Regions from separate parts of the Mus musculus genome. Here region 2 is linked to region 1. The links are chromatin contacts, called in public Hi-C maps. All regions are on one chromosome and are shown on one strand. The core of a region is the stretch at or near the end of the contact, and the rest is flanking DNA. Distances in the headings are between cores, read along the strand shown. Region 1 holds the start of Lsamp (limbic system-associated membrane protein). Region 2 overlaps Lsamp (limbic system-associated membrane protein).

Region 1 (4,488 bases), core at 412-2,911:
AGAGTCGAATAAAGCTGGGAAGGGAGAGAGGAGAAGGGAAATAGAGGAAAGAAGCTTTGAGCTTTAAGGAAATGTAGTAATGACAAGGTATCATCCAAGTCTCTCTACCTTAGGAGGGTCAAACTCTCAAGGACTTGGGAAGCTTTTCCAAATTTCCATCCCAAATTATATTGCGGAGCTTGGCAGAGCTGCATAAGCATAAGACTTTGAACTCAATGATCAATTTGTAGTATCTAATGTAATATCAGGTTAATGCCTTCTCCTCCTCTGTTTAAGTTTTCTATTCTTAACGGCCTGCCATTAGGCTGGATCCTTTCCTTCCGTTCTCTCATTCTCGTGTTGATTTCTGTCCACATTCCCAAAAAGCCTCAGTAATCATCCAAAGTTGTAAGATTGATTTATTGCCTATGATGTCAATTCAGAGATCTTTACAGAAAGTCTTCTATCAGAACTACTGCTAGGGCAGACTGAGCCTTGCTGAGCAACACACACACACACACACACACACACACACACACACACACACACACGAACAAGAGAATGCAGCCTTGCGTACCACGTTTTGAAAGCCATAACTCAACAACTCTTGTGTCTGAATAGAAGAATCTCAACAAAAGTCTAAGTGCCAAGCGTGAGCAATTACCACAGCATGAATACAGCCCAATGCCACTAATGCCATAGATAAAGTTCGGCTTTCTTGACTAGAGAAAACAACATTCAAAGAACGGAACAACATTCCAAAAGCACCCTTGGCTCTTGACAGGGACCAGACTCCCTTAAATTTTGTTCCTGGCTAAATCTTCAAGTCGATACAAGGGACACACACACACACACACACACACACACACGCCCACTAACCCAGGGCAGCTGGAGTTCACTATTACACACACACACACACACACACACACACACACACACACACACACACACCAGAAAAGTTGCTCGCAAGCCCTACCTGAGGATGGCCGTGTCCCCCTGTCTCACGGTGATGTTGTCCGTGCCTCGGTTAAAATCCACGCTGCGAACGGGCAGTCCTGTGGGAAGAAGGCAGAGCAGTCTCAGTAGGACCAGCGGCAACTGTTTCCGATCGGGCTGAACTCTCCCGACCATGGTGGCCTCGGCGAGTTGGTCCGCGGTGGACTCGCGTGTGCGCGCTGCTGGCCACGGAGAGGGGCTCTAGCGCGCGGGGCTCGCAGCCACTGCCAAGGCTGCTCGGGCGGGTCCAGCGCGCACTCCCTTCCACTTTGCCTTGCTCTTTCCCTCGCTTAGTCTCTTTTCCCTCTGGGATTTAACAAAGCCCTCATCAAATCCAAGCAGGAGTCGGGGAGAAAGTGGAGGAACAAATTTTCCGAAGGAAGAGTGCAAATATAAAATGCTTTAATGATGAGGAGGCGACTGTCAATGGCAGGGGTGCTTCCTTAGACTCTCTGTAGCTGGCTGCTTCTCTGCCAGCGTCTGGGCTGAGCTGCTTCCCTCTGTAACCCACTTTCCCAGGCAGCAGGAGAGCCTGCCAGGGAGAGTAAAGAAACAGCCTCTTGCAGCAGCAGCAGCAGTAGCGGCAGCAACCCAGGAGCTCTCTCCCCCTCCTCTTTCTTGTTTCTCCCTCCAGTCCCTGTTCTCTCTCTACTCAGCACCTCCCCCCTACCCTGCTGGTTTTCAACAGCCCCACCACGTCATCCCCTCCTCCCACCCCTCAGCGTGGCCCCTTGCTTTGCACAACTGCCCTCTTCACCAGCAGCCAGCCTCAATGAAAGCCTGATGCGCCTTTGGGTTGTCAGGACAACAGCTCCATCTGAGGCCTGGCTGATTTCCTTAAGAAGAGGGGATGGGGCTCAGAGGTACTGTTAAGACAGGGAAGGGGAGGTGGACTTAAGCTGTAAAAGGACAGGAGAAAGGGTCCAGGAAAGGAGAGGGAAGGCATGGCAAGAAAGAAATGCAAACCTTGACAAATGGAGTTACATACACATGGATAGGAAGGCATACTGCAGAATGGACCAGAAAAATGAGAAAGGATGAAGAAACTAGCCAGGCTGAGTCTCAAACTGAAAGCCAAGGTTGGTTTCAAAGTCCTGGCAAATGGCTTTCCACACTCGCATGGTATTCACCCTTTCTCCTCTCCTGAAGTATTTAAAAGGTTTATTTTCTCTCCCCTCTTCATCCTCCTCCCCCGCCACCCCCTCCAAGCCCCTTATGAAAGATGGATTGGAGACAATGCTGGCATTGAGTGGCTCGGGGTGTGAATGCTTGTCTTGTCTTTCCCAAGTGCCAGCCAAAGCAGCTGAACCTTGATCCCCATATCAACCTCACTCTCCAGGAAACCCACAGGCAGACACCTGAGGGATGGGATTCGGGATTATCATTCACATGGTCCATTGCAGCTAGCTCGCCAGGTTTCTAATGCCACTGGCTTCTCAAGAAACCCAGCGATACAAGGAAGTAGATCTGAACATTTGTCATTTACAAGGAGATCTAAGTCTATAGATAGCACTATACTGAATGCAGATGCCAAACAGGTGTAAGGAATTAGCACTTGTCACTCCTACACAGCTACCCAACCTAGCCAGTGCTGTCTGTAAGGAGTAAACCCACCATAGTCACTCAAGGGAGAGTTTCAATGCCAGGCAGCTCCCTCAGCCCTGAGGCTGGAGACGGGATCAGCTGAAGACATCTCTTCTCTCCCGAATATCCTCCCTCTCTCAACACTCACAGAGTACAAGAGACAGTGTTATAAAGTCTACAAAACAAATTATAGTCAGCTTTACACAACTGACATTGCAAGACTCATTTCCCCAATCAAGAGACAGCAAATCCTTCCAGGTTCGAGGTTGTATGTGAAAGAGGCAGGGGGTAGGAACAGATATGTAGTTTCCAGGTTTGAGCAAGCAAATCACCCTCAGACCCCAAGAATAAGCAATTACCCTTGGTTTCCTTTTGACTTCTTGGTACCAGCAGAGCTTTGGAATTTCACCTGTTTCCTCTGTGATAGCAAGGAAATTTGACAAGGGCAGCTGTACCTTGTATCTTAGTAAATGTGATAAAACATCCTGGCCAAACACAGCATGGTGAGGACGGACAGCTTTGCTGGCTTACCCTTCTACATCACAGTCTACCATCAAAGAAGCCAGACAGGAACTCAAGGCAAGAATCTGGAGGCAGGAATAAAAGCCCCTTGTGGCTTGATCAGCCTGTTTTCTTAAACAACCCAGGACCATCTTGCCCAGGTGTTTCTCCTGCCAGTAGTATGGAACCTCCCGCCCCCAATAATTAAAACAGAAAATGCCCCATAGACTTGCCTACAGGACACATTTATGGAACCGTTTTCTCAGTTAAGACTCTCTCTTCCCCAGCATAGCTAAGATTGAGTGAAGCTGAGGAAGCCAACCAGGCCACATGGTTAGCTACAGACACGTGCAACCAAAAAAATCATAGCAAGAGGAATAAGCTGTGAAACCCCAACAGAACTCAAGCCCTAAGGAGTCACTCACAGATGGTATTTGCCTTGTCCCCCAGAATATTTAAAGGATTTTTGGACAGTATTTTATTAGTTTAGAGGTAGATGACTTCCTACAGATTATGGGAGAAAATACTTTAAAGTATTGGAATCTGAATTGTCCCAAGTCAAGGTTTATAAAGTCAATGACTTTTATTTTCACTGTGAGTTCATTTCACCTAAATCAAGATGGGCTTTGTCAGTGGTGATGAGCAGTCTTAGAAAGCAGGAATGAGCCATGGCTGGCTCGGGACACGGCTGTTGAAATTTTGAGCTCATTTTATCAGTGAAGAGATGGCTAGATAAAGTGGTTAGTTGAGTCATAAGTGCTGTAATAGGCAGTGTGAATGGAGCAAATGAGTTTAGCATGCTAAAGGGGGTGGTGTCAAGATTGGCAACGTCTTCCCATACATTGCCAACAGGCTTGACCATCCTTGCCAAGGATCTTGTTGCTGTTAGACATGGATGATTTGCTTGCACAATGACTTAGATATAGAATATGTTCTTTTGTTGTAAGGTGTTCCTCTACTATCAGAAAGAAAAAAAAATAAAGAGATGGTGGACATAGACCTTACAAAATGTCTTAATTCTATTGACCATGCCAGGAAAGTGATATTGTCCACTGGGGACACAGTGTATTCCTAGATGCCACGGCAAGAAGGACTAGACCCATAAAGATCAATGCAATGCCTCAGTGGACAGGATCTTGTGTGAGAAAGGAACAGAATTATTTATTTATTTATTTATTTATTTATTAAAATTACAATACTAGTAATTTTTTGTGACAGAGGTCAACACATGACTTTTACCTAATTTCTGTACCAACAAATTCTTGCTACTTAGCATGAGTGACATCCTAGGAGTTGTTTAGAGCAAACATGATGCTTGCAACCCCATGCACAAAGTAATTCACAGAAGTAGCATCAGAAATGTAGCATTTGTAGTTAACCAATCACATTTTGGTTTTGTCTCTGTAGTCATACTAAGGAAAACATATA
Region 2 (4,831 bases), core at 1,592-4,091, 240 kb before region 1:
GTCTCCATGCTTTTTAATTTTAAAATTTTTGTGGTGATTGAATAATGAATGTTAGTTCTATAGAAATAATATCCAAGTACTTTTCTGTTCATATCCTTATTATTGGGATCAAGGACTAGTTTCGACTTCTGTATCACTTCCATAGACATTATTAATCTGATATATGATTGCCAGTCAATTACTTAATAGACAAAGGCTTCACTTACTCCATCTCTTATTTTAAGGACAAAAATATCACTCTAATTTCAGAACTATAAGCAAGAGCAATAAGACAACAGGACACAAAGAAATCGTCTATGTGTTTACATTTTTTCTATTAATAGCAATGTACTAATTTTGTAAATAAAACATTATTATGTCCTGCTGATTATTAAATCCATGTGAGCACATGTCATTGTGCTGAAAATGAATCCAGCGATTCAGGAGGCAAACAAGAGCAGACAAGGGCATCCTTAATAGTTCCTATTCCTAAGAGGTGGCTTGAGGACCACTTCATGCTGTGACACCAGAGTAAAATAAGACTTGAATAGAAGCCGAACACAAGCAGGTTTATCAGAAGCCATCCCTGCATCTCTCTACCTGATCATTTAGCAAGCCACCCTTTCCTTTCTTTCCTCTCTTACTTAGGTTTTCCATTTCTCACCCACTCCCTGCTCCTGTTGTCTCTCATAGGGTTAGGGGAATGAGATTAGCGAGACTGAGTTGGAAGAAATGAAGTCCTATGAAAATATTTTTTATTAAATGACACTGACACCTAGAAGGACAGGAAATTGAGGAAAGGACTCGGGGGAGATAAGTTTGTTAATGTAGGCAAATGGATAGTTTGTGAAGTTCTCTGATTCCTTTCTGGTATGCCCTCAGTGGTAGTGTTACACCATCTTCTCCTGGCTTCCAGTGATTTTTCTTATAAAACAATCTGGGTATTGGAAGAAATGATCTCTGAAGACCTTGTCAGCTCTGCAAGACTGGCTGAGGAACAGGGAACTGTCCAGGCTGAAGAGTAAATTGCCAGGCTAATTTCTTTTACTTGGTAAATGTAATTGGATTACACTGGTACCAGAGGTGTTTCAGCTACCATTTAATTAGATAACTTTTCTGTGATATGCTAACCACTGCAGTGTGATAGAGCAATCATATGACAGATGAAGAATTTGTTATGCAATTAAAAATGAGGACTAGGGTGGTAATAACCTCTGGTCCTATAGTGTTTCATTGTTTAAGAAGTGCTTTTGCACATATCAACTTATTAAGTTCTCCCTAAAATTGTAAGGTAAATAGGCACGTTTCTCAGATTTTTTAAAAAGAGTTCTGAATTTGCAATTATTAGTTTTTCTCAAGGTTAAAAAGAGACAGTGAGATAGTCTTCTGCGTCTCAAATTAAAGAAAAAAAAAAGATAAAATAGTTCTTGACTGTCTCAGTCTCTTTTTTTTGTTTCCCAGGTAGCCAGATAATTTGAACTTTGGGAGGCTTTTTTTTTTCAAAGTTCCTGTCTGTGGAATTACTTGGCACAGCAAAAATGATGCATAAATCTCTGCCTTCATTCCAGGTGGACATACTTAGTAAATCATTTATTTTAGAAAAAAAATATGGCAGTAGGTTTGTTGTTGTTTTATAATTTCTTAGATTCAAATTAAGTGCTGACAACCTAAAGACTTGATGAATTTTGTAACAAAGCTATATTTACAAACAAGCAAAAATACAGTGTCCACTTGTAAGCCAGCTACTGTAGTAGATAACAATTTGACTCGATTGCATTTTGGGACTCATTCAAGTTAATATTGAAAACAGAAGCTGGAGAAAACTGGAAAGCTTGTCCCCAGAATATACGAAAAGATACCCAACCCTCCTCAGTGTTGGTCGCCTACCATCTAAGCAAACACAGTAATGGGGTGAATGTAGCCTAGAAGCTAAATCAAGTGCCATGGCCCCACTGGCTTTCTGATACTGGTACCCTGTTCTCTTCATCGCCCTGTTCAATCCCAGTTCTGTTTAATAATTGCTAAATCATGCAGTTTTAGACAGAATCTAGCCTTTTGCCACCAGAGACAGGATTAATTGGAAGAGATTGTTCTAAAACTTAAGGAGTTAAAACAAGAAGACAAAGAAAACCTAGGTAAAGCATAGTGCCATAGGTACAAGTGGTGGAAGGAAGAGATGTCAGGGCTAAGAAAGTAATACTCATTGCGACTGACTAGAAGATCACTCTGCATAAACTGGGAGATAGCAATACTCCCAATATTGCTGGCTAGACACGAGACCTAGAAAGAAATGCAGAGAAAAGCCTTGTATGATTGTGGGTTGTGGAAGAGACAAACAGAGAAGAGCTATTTTTACCCATTTCCCCTTTGAATCCCAAAATGCAGTGCTAATGAAGGACATTCTTAAATGGCCTCATCCTCCCTAGTCCTCACCATAGGTTTCAAAACTATTGCTATTCTTAAAAATAGAGGTTTGGAGTGATGAAAATGTTAAGATTACCAGAGGACTTGGTTCTCAGAATTAAATTAGCTTAGGGAAATCTTAAATTGATCTGAGAGAATATGTACCTCAGATTCTTGACGCATTTCTCTAAGGCCACGCCTCCTTCAGGCCACGCCTCCTTCCTTGGAGTCCCTTCCATATCCTAGCCAAGCACACTGCAACAGGTTTCTCTCCCAGATTCTCCACCCCAATCTAGATTCACTCAAGGAGAAGCACTTCCTTAAGTTTAGGGAGCTGTCAACATGGGCTAGTGTATTGATCTGGCGTTTTCTCAGCTGATCTCTGTCTCTGTCCTAAGCACATGATGTATTAGATGGTTGCCTTGCTCCAACCAGCCTGGCCCCTCCCATGGCCTCTCCAGCTGAAGCTTATCACTGATTTGCCTCCATGCACTCTTGACAGGACAGACTTCCTAAAATAGCCTGCTTAGTAAATTGTTTCTGTTTAATTCCATTTACTTAAAAAAAAATCTGAGTTTTCTCTTTCTTTTATGAGAGATTTTAGCATTTAAATCCACTTTAGTATTGGTGGCTAAACATTTGTTACATTAATATTAATCAATATACCACAAATATAATTAGATTAAGTAGCCAGTACATACAATCTACTGTCTCTAAATAGTTTTATTAAATTTCTTCCAAAATCAATGTGACAATACAACAACATCTGCATCTAATTTACCAGAATAACTCCCATCTGGAATATGAACAAGGAGCTAAAAAAACACACACACACACACACACACACACACACACACAGGAAGATGGTTGAAATAATGCACCATGTTATGGTGCTTATTTATTTCTCAGAGAAGATGGAATCTCCAAAATAAATTAATGAGCTTTGAAAAATACTCTAGAAGGAAGACATTTTAGAAAAATAGGTGGGTTTTAGGAAAATAGGGAGTTGAAAGAGAAGAAGTAACAAAAGTTTGTTACTTTATTGTTTTGAGAAAAAACATGGAATTGGATGAGGGGCAGTTTTAAGTATGAACTTGGGGAGGGGAAGATACAATCAAAATAAACTACATGAATCTCTTTAAAATGAAGAAAACTTGATCATTTGACGGAGAACTCCTGCTTAAGGCACTGTTTCTCAAAGTAGTTTTATAGATGAATTGTGTCAGAATCACTCAGGCAGCTGCCCTAATCTAGATCTGATTAATTGGAATCTCTGGGAGGTTGTTTTGAAGAAACACACTCTATTATCTTATGTGCGTTAAATTTTGAGGTCCGCTGTAATAGTAAGAATATAAAATAATGTCAGTCATTATGAATAGTGGAGCCAAGAAGTATTTAAGATTTGGAACATAATAGAACCGTGAATATCAGATCTTTCCCCACCACCTCAAAAAGACATTCCAAGGACTGCCAGGATTCTTCAGTTATGCTTTTTTCATATCTAGGGATCTTTGGCTAAATTTTGGTAAGAATTTTATAGTGAGAAATTTGGTTTCTTTAAAAACAGAGAACGGTTATAAGATGGTGTTTTATTTTAAGCCCAGAGGTGGGATACAGGGCAACTTCCTGTTGTGCACAGCAGCTGAGGACAGTTTGCCTCATGCTCTAGTAGACACATGGTTTTACCCACTGCAGAGAGTTTCTGCAATTGTGTGACCTTTGGAATCCGGGATATTTTTCAGAGGATATAGACATGCTAGAACCCTGATGGAAGGTGCTGATTGACTGGTTGCAGTTTGTCAAGCAGTTTGTCAAGTAGTCGTGTGTAAAGGGACAAAAAGAAGAAATTAGATATCCTGAAAGCAAAGATCAAACTTGCCCCAAGGAACTTACCAGCCCTAATCGGAGGGAAGTAGACTAATGAAGGGTTGCCCCTTGCCTGTGGATCCTTGTCTCTCCTACTGAGCGTTAGGGAGTTGAAAGGGAAGAAGTAAAGGGATGGAGAAGGATAGAAGAAAAAGAACCTACAGTGTAGTCAAAAGTCCTGTTACAACTTTGACTGAGATCACTAAAAATTGCTCAAGGGGAACAATTTCGATGCTTATATTGACAATATGAGCTTTAAGCTTCATCGTATAGCAACTAGCCTCTGGTGAGTCCTCTGTAAACAGTATTAATTATCCTATCATCTTTTTATATGCAGAGTCTAACAGAGTGCCTAATATATATTTATTGACAACAATTGACTTGATGAGAATTCTACTAAACCCATCATTTCATGCAAATTTACCAGCAATCAGATGGAAACATTTGAGTATTCTGTTTCAAGTAGATCGGGAGTAAGGAACATATTGATTTTATTTATTTCCAATAAAGTATTAGATTATCATTTTCATTTCAAGGGATTTTTATTTGAGTTATTTGAAGCTTAGGAAAAAATATTTTTAAA

Evidence for each region. A called contact is a pair of places that touch in the nucleus more often than the background predicts.
Region 2: a contact with region 1 is called in a Hi-C map of uterus, with 2.9 times the contacts expected there. The contact joins the enhancer-like site here to the promoter of Lsamp in region 1. A contact is called at or near these places in 1 of 39 promoter capture datasets (cranial neural crest), 5 of 484 Hi-C or Micro-C datasets (cortical neurons and uterus) and 7 of 115 datasets of contacts at active chromatin or transcription factors (VIP interneurons, astrocytes, embryonic forebrain and 4 more).

Annotation. Positions count from the first base shown.
Region 1 is chr16:41,529,999-41,534,486 of GRCm38.p6, reverse strand. Lsamp (limbic system-associated membrane protein) reads right to left here and starts at 1,661. Exons shown (of 7, transcript NM_001347236.1): 1 at 956-1,661. The coding sequence starts at 1,110.
Region 2 is chr16:41,775,786-41,780,616 of GRCm38.p6, reverse strand. The region is part of intron 1 of Lsamp (limbic system-associated membrane protein); the gene reads right to left. Among named protein-coding and RNA genes, the nearest start is that of Gm46551, 72 kb to the left of the region's middle. Within about 2 kb of position 2,841, at least 5 of the 459 cell types and tissues checked have an H3K27ac peak or open chromatin away from gene starts, as enhancers often do. A contact at or near this core is called in uterus, where this site is marked.